Regions from separate parts of the Zea mays genome. Here all the other regions are linked to region 1. A link is a contact called in public Hi-C data. All regions are on one chromosome and are shown on one strand. Each heading gives the region's core, a stretch centred on a gene start, on an enhancer-like site or on the middle of the called end of the contact. The rest is flanking DNA. Distances are from core to core; before and after follow the strand shown.

Evidence for each region. Hi-C and Micro-C count contacts between places; a contact is called where the count stands out from the background.
Region 2: a contact with region 1 is called in a Hi-C map of leaf, with 4 times the contacts expected there. The contact joins the enhancer-like site here to the promoter of LOC100193648 in region 1. A contact is called at or near these places in 3 of 25 Hi-C or Micro-C datasets (ear, leaf and tassel).
Region 3: a contact with region 1 is called in a Hi-C map of tassel, with 2.4 times the contacts expected there. The contact joins the promoter of LOC100274802 here to the promoter of LOC100193648 in region 1. A contact is called at or near these places in 3 of 25 Hi-C or Micro-C datasets (ear, endosperm and tassel).

What each region holds. Positions count from the first base shown.
Region 1 is chr3:55,673,949-55,676,974 of Zm-B73-REFERENCE-NAM-5.0, forward strand. LOC100193648 (Lysophospholipid acyltransferase LPEAT1) reads right to left here and starts at 1,318. Exons shown (of 8, transcript NM_001138744.1): 1 at 784-1,318; 2 at 113-232; 3 at 1-11. The coding sequence starts at 1,233.
Region 2 is chr3:55,814,937-55,818,001 of Zm-B73-REFERENCE-NAM-5.0, forward strand. No RefSeq gene overlaps it. Among protein-coding and RNA genes, the nearest start is that of LOC111591218, 53 kb to the right of the region's middle. Within about 2 kb of position 1,410, at least 13 of the 20 cell types and tissues checked have an H3K27ac peak or open chromatin away from gene starts, as enhancers often do. A contact at or near this core is called in ear and leaf, where this site is marked.
Region 3 is chr3:55,880,876-55,883,799 of Zm-B73-REFERENCE-NAM-5.0, forward strand. It overlaps LOC100274802, which reads right to left and starts at 1,378. Exons shown (of 1, transcript XM_020550707.3): 1 at 361-1,378. The coding sequence starts at 1,146. The coding sequence ends at 619.

The DNA.
Region 1 (3,026 bases), core at 68-2,567:
GACACTGACTCCTATAATAAGGATGTGTTTAAGCATTGATAGGGCACATACAAAACTAGAATATATTGATTTGTAAAGTGTGAACAAGTTATTAGGAACAACAAATAAGTACCTTAGCAACAAAACTTGGAAAGGATGCTGACATGTGATAAAGAATATCCACATAAGAGACATGATTAGATACAATTGCCCCTGGCCTTTGTGATTCTTCAAATTGGTCCTGATTTAAACCCTGATAAAATGTAAACCAAGATGGCAAGGAAACCAGGGTACAAAATTTATAGTTCAGTCGCATGGGCAGAACCACAGTAATCTGTGAAAGTAATATGATGCATTATGTGCAAAATAAATCACTGCCATTACTGAAGTACAATCCAAATCCGTTGAGTGTTGTAAGGGACCAAACGTCTCTATTGCTAGCAATCGCAAATTGAATTGAGCGCTAAGATATTTTTCTGGAAGTTGAAAGGGCAGGGGCACAGGGTATCCCCATTCATTGTCCAAAAGTGAGAATATATGTACCATCCAGATTTTAGATTCGTGACTAATACAAGCCACATAACATCAATCAAACTTATCTTCAATCTATCTGAACAAGCAAAACAAACCATTATATTATACATACGTAGTGAGTAACACTGAACTTAGTGTCGCTATCACTCTACTTCCTACAAACCATCAACCTTGGTGCTCTAGGACCAAATACAGTACTTCTGAAGCAACACAGAACCAAAACGCTGGCATTATTCAGTACAGGCAATCAGGCATGACACCGGAACTAACCTTAGCATTAGGGGACCTCCTGCGGGTCTCGCGGATCCAGTAGAACCCGAAGACGAAGAGCATCGCCCGTGAGAGCGCGCACCCCGATCGCAGCACGGCCTTCCTCCTCCACCCCGCCAACCTCGGCCGCCCCCCATCTGCATCCACGAACAGCGTGCACGCGCGGCACACCAAGTAGTAGAGCAGGAGCACGAGCATCCCCGCGACGAAGCGGAGCGGGAGGAGCACGGCGGCGGCCAGCGCCAGCCGCACCGCCTGCGCCGCGGGCAGCGGGCCGCGGCCCATGGTTCCGTACGCGTCCCGGCGCGCGTAGGGCGCGTACCTGGCGTCCAGCTGCTCCGCTGTCTCCCCCGCGGCCGTGGAGCCGTCGTCGGAGAGGAGCGGGTGCACGGCGGCGCTGGCATCGAGGCGCAAGCGCGGCGCGTCGGCGTCGGCGGTGTCGAGGGCCATTGCACACGCCGCGGGGCCGAGCGCCGGGCTGGATCGGCGCGACGAGACGGGTGGGGCGCGTGTTCTGTGACGAGGACCCTGTTTGGTCGGCGCTGGGCCGTTGCGGCCTTGCGGGGGTGATGTCTGATGAGGGGAGCTAGGAGGCGGGGGCGTGGCGTGCGATCTGGATCGGACGGTGACCGGGCCAGACAGCCGTGTGGGCTAATCTGAGATTACGAACAATATTGATGACACATCCGGACCCACCCGATGTGGTCCCCACGACGGAAGGCAATTGAAATTGCAGAGATGTCCGATAGACGATAGTCCGTGCGCGTCGCAGCCATGGAACGGACAGCGGAACAGCCCCGTTGATCTGCTACTATATAAATGCTCCCTGGTTTCCTATATTGGATGGTACGGTCGTACGGGTCGACGTCGATCGTGCCTACACACCGCCAAGTCGATCAGCGGCGTTCTCCCATGGAGTCCAGAGACGTAAAGGCCGAGCAGCGGCAGCAGCAGCCCGAGTTGCCGAAGAAGCGCAGGAGGCAAAAGCTGCTAGAGTCCGCGCAGGCGAGCGGCGGAAGCTCCATGTCGGTCGCCGAGTCTTCGCATAGTAGAACGTCGGCGCCAGCGCCACCTGCCGGCAGCGACGACGCTGGGGCCGGCGGCAATGGCCACCAGCATCAACAAGGGAAGAGGCCGAGGCTCATTTGGACAAGGAGACTGCACGACTTGTTCGTGGAAGCATACGAGAAGAGCCTTGGGGAAGGTACGGTAGCATGCTGTCTTCTTGTTGCTAATCTAATCTTGATCGAGCAACTAGCTTTTAGATATATTTAACATAACTAACTTTTAAATTAATCTAATCTAATCTTGATCCAAGGGCTGGTGTTTTCTCTGTTCGGCCATACGTGCGTAATGCTTTCTTTTAGATTAAACATAACTAAGGTCTTGATCTGGATCGATCTAGTCAAACTTTAACCAGCATTGGATTTCAACCTCTTTATTAATCAGCCTATGATCAGGCGCCTGTACCTACTTAGAGATGGCAATGGGACACGATCCCCGATTCCTCACGGGGAATTCCTCTATTAGGGGACGGGTATAAGACTAATTTAGTCCCCGCGGGGATCTAAATAAGGGAAATTTAATCCACGTCGGGTTCACGGGGACGGGGAACCATCCTCCATCCCCGTTCCTCGTGTACCCGCCCCATAAAACTTTTTTATTCAAGTTAGTCAATTTATTGGTTAGAATTATAGTAAAAACTCAATGTATGACATGTTATAAAATAGCAAACTAAACTCTAAAGTAGATGTCTCTTGTAATTTTTAATCTTGTTTGTTAAATTTGTATTAATTTGATACAATTAATTTAAATTTATCTTTAAATATTGTACTTGTAATGGGGAAAGATTCCCCGCGGGGTTCCCCACGAGGATAAATTCCCTGACGGGGATGGGGATGGGAGAAAAATCTCCCCCGTGTGCGTTCGCGGGGACGGGGACGGGGAATTTTTCTCCCCGCGGGGACGGAGATGGGGAGCCATTCCCCGACGGAGGAATCCCCGTTGCCATCCCTACACCTACTACTTTCAAGATCTGTGCGTATAGATCTGTTAGATATGTTGTTACAATTATACGTTAATAACGGGAAAAAACTGCATGTAGTCAATCATAGTCAATCTTTGACCTTTGTGTATAAGCTACAGTACTATATTTTGTCCGAATCATATCATGTATAAGCTATACCCTGTCCGGACAATGTATAGACGATGCGGTGCCCAAGAGAATATTGGAGAATATGCGG
Region 2 (3,065 bases), core at 160-2,659, 140 kb after region 1:
TAAAAGAATGTTACTAAAATGTAGGCAATGTTATTACGAAGCTAATGCAACTTGAATGGGTCAAATTAGAGTTAAAACAAGAAAATTATGGATTTTCTAAGTTTATCATATTTATTTTTATCCTGAAACTCATTTAGATTTTATTTTCTGAGATTCCCAGACCCGAGGAGGGTGGCCACTATTTCTCGAAAACTCAGGGTTAAATTTACAGATAAAAGGATCCAGTTAGAATTACTTTTAAATCGACGTGGATGACGAGTTTATTTCATAGAAGTCCGAGGTCCTTTTTTTTAAGTTTGGCTCGGTGAAGGGGGTACCATGACGTCTCGATCGTCCAATCATGTCCAGCAGAGGTTGAATTGTCGATGCCCATAACTTGACAGTGCTGCATGTCCTGAAAAAGTCTGTAGGCAAATCCTTCCTTTCCATAGCTTAATAGTGGAATTACTTGAACGAGTGGAGAGTTCCCCTGTGGGCAGCTTTAGAACAGTTTGCACTGCAACCTTGTGCGCTTCCAAAACATCTATAGCATTGCCATTTCTCCAACTTCTTACAGTACAATCCATGGACGAAGAGATTAGGTCACTGTTAGTGTCCACAGCAAGTCAAGTGACTTGCGAACTGTGCCCCTTCATTGTCTCGGCAACTTCTCCTTTTTTTGCAGATCCTAGAGGAAAAAACGAATGTGTCCATTCCACCTGAGACGATTCAACCTTCAGGAAAATGGTCTGAAGGAGGCATCCAAGCCAATCGGCCAACAAAACTTGAGTGTCCTGCGATTGACTTGGAGAGAACATATTCGCTCTCCAATTCTGGGTTCCGGGTCTAGAGCTTCACAGTACGGTCCCCCGGTGATGTCGCGATCCAAGCTTGCCGCATACACAGATGCCACGAACGTCGTCGGTGTGGCCGTGCAGCTGAAGTCCGAGGTGGTACTCGGCCATGGCGAAGCGAGCGAGGGCGACGGAAGTGGTGGGGGACCTGATTGGTGGTGTTGGTGCAGGGGAGAGTGAAAGACGAATAGACGGCGAGCAGTTCTGGCCTCCATAGTCGATCCATTCGCCCGGGAAGTTAACCCCCACGCGCGGTGTGCCCCGGCGATGCTCCATACTGAGGGCCAGGCCGCGAGCTTGCTGGGCTTCTATTGCAACGATGACGAGCTCATCTCACACTCTCGATCTTGTGGACGGTGGCGTAGCCCTCAGCGGCGATAGTCAACGAGAACGGTTTGGAAGGAGAGGTGCATGCGATTTGGTTTTATAGCCCCCAGCGAAGCATGGCATCGGGTTGTTCGTTGGCATGCACGGCAACAGATCCCGCGTTTGTCGCCAGGTAGCTACGATGTGGCTTAGGGATGAAGATGGCTGGGTGTATTGATTGACAAGTGGGGCCCGCATGCCATAGACACAGCGTAAAAGAGAAAAAAATAAAAAGGGAAAGTTGGGCTGGAAAGCATATGGGCTGAACATGTCGAGGTTTCACCTTTTCTATTTTTTTTATTATTACTTCTCTATTTTCTGTTTTCTTCTGTTTTCTGTTTTAGTTTTCAATTTTCATATTTCAATTTTTGATTCAGTTTTGAATACAAGAATTCACACCCATAGGTCAAGCATGATGCCTAATTTAATTATTATTTTCTTTATTTATTTTTAACCATTTAGATAAATGATTTAATGATGGAATGTACACATAGTATTTATTTTAGAGAAATATTATCTTTGAATGCACACTTAAGATAGATAATCCTCTTTAGTTATATTTACTTAGGCTATGTTAATATATAATCTTTCTCATGAATTATTTTAGTTCAATTATTTTTAAGGATGGTTGTGATTATATGGTTTATAAAAGGAATATTAATTACTTTGAAAGTCTCTCCCTTATTTGCCGCTCCAACTCAAGCTTTAAGTTTTAGATCTATGCTTCGAATACCACATTCTTGCCCATTATTATATTTTATAGAGGATGGAAATCTTTCTTAGAAGTCATTTTATCTCAAATCTCTTGGAGAAACATTTATAATTCTCAGCACAGGATTTCGGGTGTTACAAATCCTACCCCCCTTAAAAATAATCTCGTCCTCGAAATTCATAAGAAGGGATGTACGAAGCTTTATTTATAGTTTAGCTTTTAGTTCCTAATTAGTTTAAGACTAAGAAGTTTCCTGATAATTAGAAAGTGATTATGAAAGCATGGGATGCCTAGCCACTTTTTAGGCAATATGAGATTTGGTTAGAGCAGGATAAATGATGGTAAGAAGTAATGGGTAAGGAAAGACTTCATCCTGGTTGGTGGATCATGACTACTTTTGCGATCCAGATGATTCTTTTATCCTTTGCTGATGAGGTTAATCTCTTTCCTTCTTGAGCTTTGATGTCTTCATCAGGTTAGGGATAATAGGTTAAGATAGATTTGTAGGTAACAATTTAGTAGGCCGAGCAACTAGGTTAGTAGGTGGCTATGAGTTAAATGAGATTAGCGAGAATCTGGTTTGGTTGTTTGCTTCTAGATTGGTTGGATAGGTTATGTAACCTATCATGTAGGTCAAGTTGTTAGGTATGGCCGAGTTAATCCCAGTCACCAATTTAGGCTTAAGTGAGTTAGGAGTATGGCCTTATCCTTTGTACCATCATTAAGTAACTCACACTAGATTAGAACATATTAAATTAGATATGATCTAGATTAGACTAGTTTAGGTTAGATAGATCTACCAAGGTAGGATATATACTAATAGGATATGCTAGAATCTTTTGCGATAGTATGGACCATATGGTGTAGGTAGGTCAGAATCTCTGTTAGGTTAAAACAGAGGGGTTATGCAACCATCAGATGGGTAAGATAGTTGCATATGGTCGGGTTGGTCGGTCGTGCTTTATTTAGTGCTGAAAGTCGCCTAGAGGGGGAGTGAATAGGGCGAATCTGAAATTTACAAACTTAATCACAACTACAAGCCGGGTTAGCGTTAGAAATATAATCGAGTCCGCAAGAGAGGGTGCAAAACAAATTGCAAGCGAATAAAGAGTGTGACACAAGGATTTGTTTTACCGAGGTTCAGTTCTCGCAAA
Region 3 (2,924 bases), core at 128-2,627, 210 kb after region 1:
AAGTCTTGCGTGTACAATAGCTGAAAGAGAGCATCTTTAGAAATGTGGAGATTGCTTGATCCAGGTTTAAGATTAATTAATTTTGTTCAACTTCATGATCGGATGGTGTGCGTAAAATTTGGTTTGTAATTCGTCTTGTTTTTTAACAAAGTACAAAAGAGCATAACTTAATTTGACCTTATAAATCTTGTTTTTTAACAAAGTACAAAAGAGCATAACTTAATTTGACCTTATAAATCTTGTGATATTCAGAAGCTGGCAAACTGTAATCGTTGTGTACTAATGTTTTATTGAATAATTTGTGTTTCGTCGCAACGTACGGACAAAATTTACATGGTATTGATGGTTGCAATGTAATGATGAAATAACTAAATTAAAATAACAAAATTTATGTATAGTTTGGATCACAAATTGATTACGAAACCTTTTTACATGACAATATAATACACATTTGAACATAGGTTATCGTGTATTATATATTCCCGTTGTAACGCATGGACATTTAACTAGTTTACGAAGAAGAAATGAAATGCTTGTGAGGCGCACCGAAGTTACAACGTCGCGACATAAAGAGTAAAAGCAAGAAGAATAAATACATGCTTCATCTGCCGCTCAAGCTCAAGCAGCAGCCGTCGGTAGCCGTAGTGTGGCGGCGGCAGGCGCACCGGCGCCGTTGCTGCCGGTAGTGACGGCGATGGGGCCAGGCCCGCCGCCCGCGAGTATGGACCTGTAGATCTCCACCAGCACCTTATCTTCGTACTCCTTGAGCTGCGCCGGCCGCGCGAAGGCCGCCGTGCCGCAGTAGGGCTGGCCGGCGCCGTACCCGACGGCGGGGGAGGACGCCAGCCGCAGCATGGCGGACACGTACGCGTCGCGGAGCCGCATGAGCCACCGGCGCGGCGACAGCGCGCGGAGCAGCCGCCGCCGCAGCTGGCCGCGGCGCACGCGCCACCCGCGGCATCGGCGCCGCCCCGAGGCACCCTCCAGCGTCGGCGCCGGCGGCTGGGCCTGGGCGACACCCACGCCACCTCCGAGCTCCGCGGTGGGGAGCGGCGGCCGGCGCTGCGCAGCGGCGGCGTCGATGCGGTAGTAGCCCCGGCGCTTCCAGTACGCCTTGATGCCGCCCTTGTAGTAGGTGCGGTCCATAACTTCCTTCCTTCTTTGATGCAGAGCTGGACGAAGCTTGTCGCCTTGGCCTGTATAGAAACGGTGTTTGTACGATAGCAGAATGTGAGCGTGGATATGTTTTTAAGAAGCACGGGGTTTCCTCCTCCTCTGTCTCTAAGCATGTGTGCGTGCAATGAACCGCTGCAAAACTATACTCTCTCTCTGTTCATTTGCTCAAAGACTAAGAAATATATTTAATTCTCTATATTACTACAATGTACGTGTGTATTTAAAGAACAACGTTTTATATTATAGGACACGAAAAAATAGTTACGCCTTATATTTTATATTTTAAGACGGTGTGTACGTGGCACGTGAAAAGGATTGAGAGGACTAGATCTCTATTACACGAAAAACATGCGGTACAATTAAACCTGCACGCGTGTGTAAACCGTATAGGAGTCCGGAGAACCCACGCCTGACACTCGCATACCTGGCAAACGAAACCGTTACTGCCCAGTCCTCCATACAACCTATTTTCAGTGCTACTATTTGTTATAGTTTAGGTTTGGGTTTATTCGATGGGACTGAGAGTTACCCGAAATCTCATCGTATACTTCACTCTTCCGGGCTCCGGCGAAAGGTTAGGCGACACACGCCCGAATCGGCACGTGGTTTGCCGCCCACAGGTAGGCCCGCCTGCCTCAACACCGCACGTACTACTTGCTAGGACCTTTCAGGATAATTGTCAATTGATTGCAGAATCTTTAAATCTTCCAAGGGGTTCCGTGCGAACTGCGAAGGAGTAGTAGCACAAAGGATGGCGTCGCATTTAAAGGATAGGGGGAACGGCAGTTGGATTTGGATGTCCCTCATTTAATGGCGATCGGTGTGGTGCGCAGGCGGCGGTGACACGGCCGGCCTGGTTCGACGGAGCCTGCCGGGCCGGCGGGTGGGAAGGGCTTCCGCGTCAGACGTTTCGCGCCGCTGCTCCATGCGGATGCCGTGGCGCGCGTCTGGCACGTGCCATGTGCCAGTGCACATGGGTGGGATGCGTGCACCTGATCCGAGTCCGCTGACGCACGGGGGCTCCATGACGGCCCAGTGGGCCCACGCGCCGTATATATGATCCCATCCAAGGATTAATATTACGGGAGATTTGGATTAAATGTGAATATTATCGAGTTGCATCAAATAAGATTTAGACACAATATCTACAACTTAAATATTCAACTCCGATATATATCAAATACGGATCGAATACTGAAAGTTTGAATACTGATCGAATCTTAAATTTTAGACGAATTGAATTCGAATACGGACAGATATTATGTGTATCCTTTATCCCTACTCTCGTCGTTGCCTTTAGGACATGTACAACTCTGACACCGCTGCACGATACTCTAAGTATAAAACACAACTAAAACATTATATGATATGATGAATGTGTCTAAATCATGTGTCTTACTATATTTATTACACTCAATCAAAGTATTTAATAAATTTAATGGGCCAATCATCATGTTCTCTGCCTCGAGCTTGAGTTTTTTTATATTGACTACTTAGGACATGTACATTGGTGCTTAATATAGATGCTATTGAGGTGTTTAAAGGGGCATTTGTAAAAAATCGTGGAACCGTCTCTCTGCGAAGAAATGCCTCTGGCTCGTAACTCGAGTAGCAACAGACTGTTGAGCCCCAAAAGAGACGGCCAGACGGTGCACACTTGTGGTCTAGACGGTCTGCACTGGTGGTCCAGACGGTCCGCGCGTGCGGAGAGCCAATTAGGGTTCCGAGTTTCTTGCTATTGTTATTGG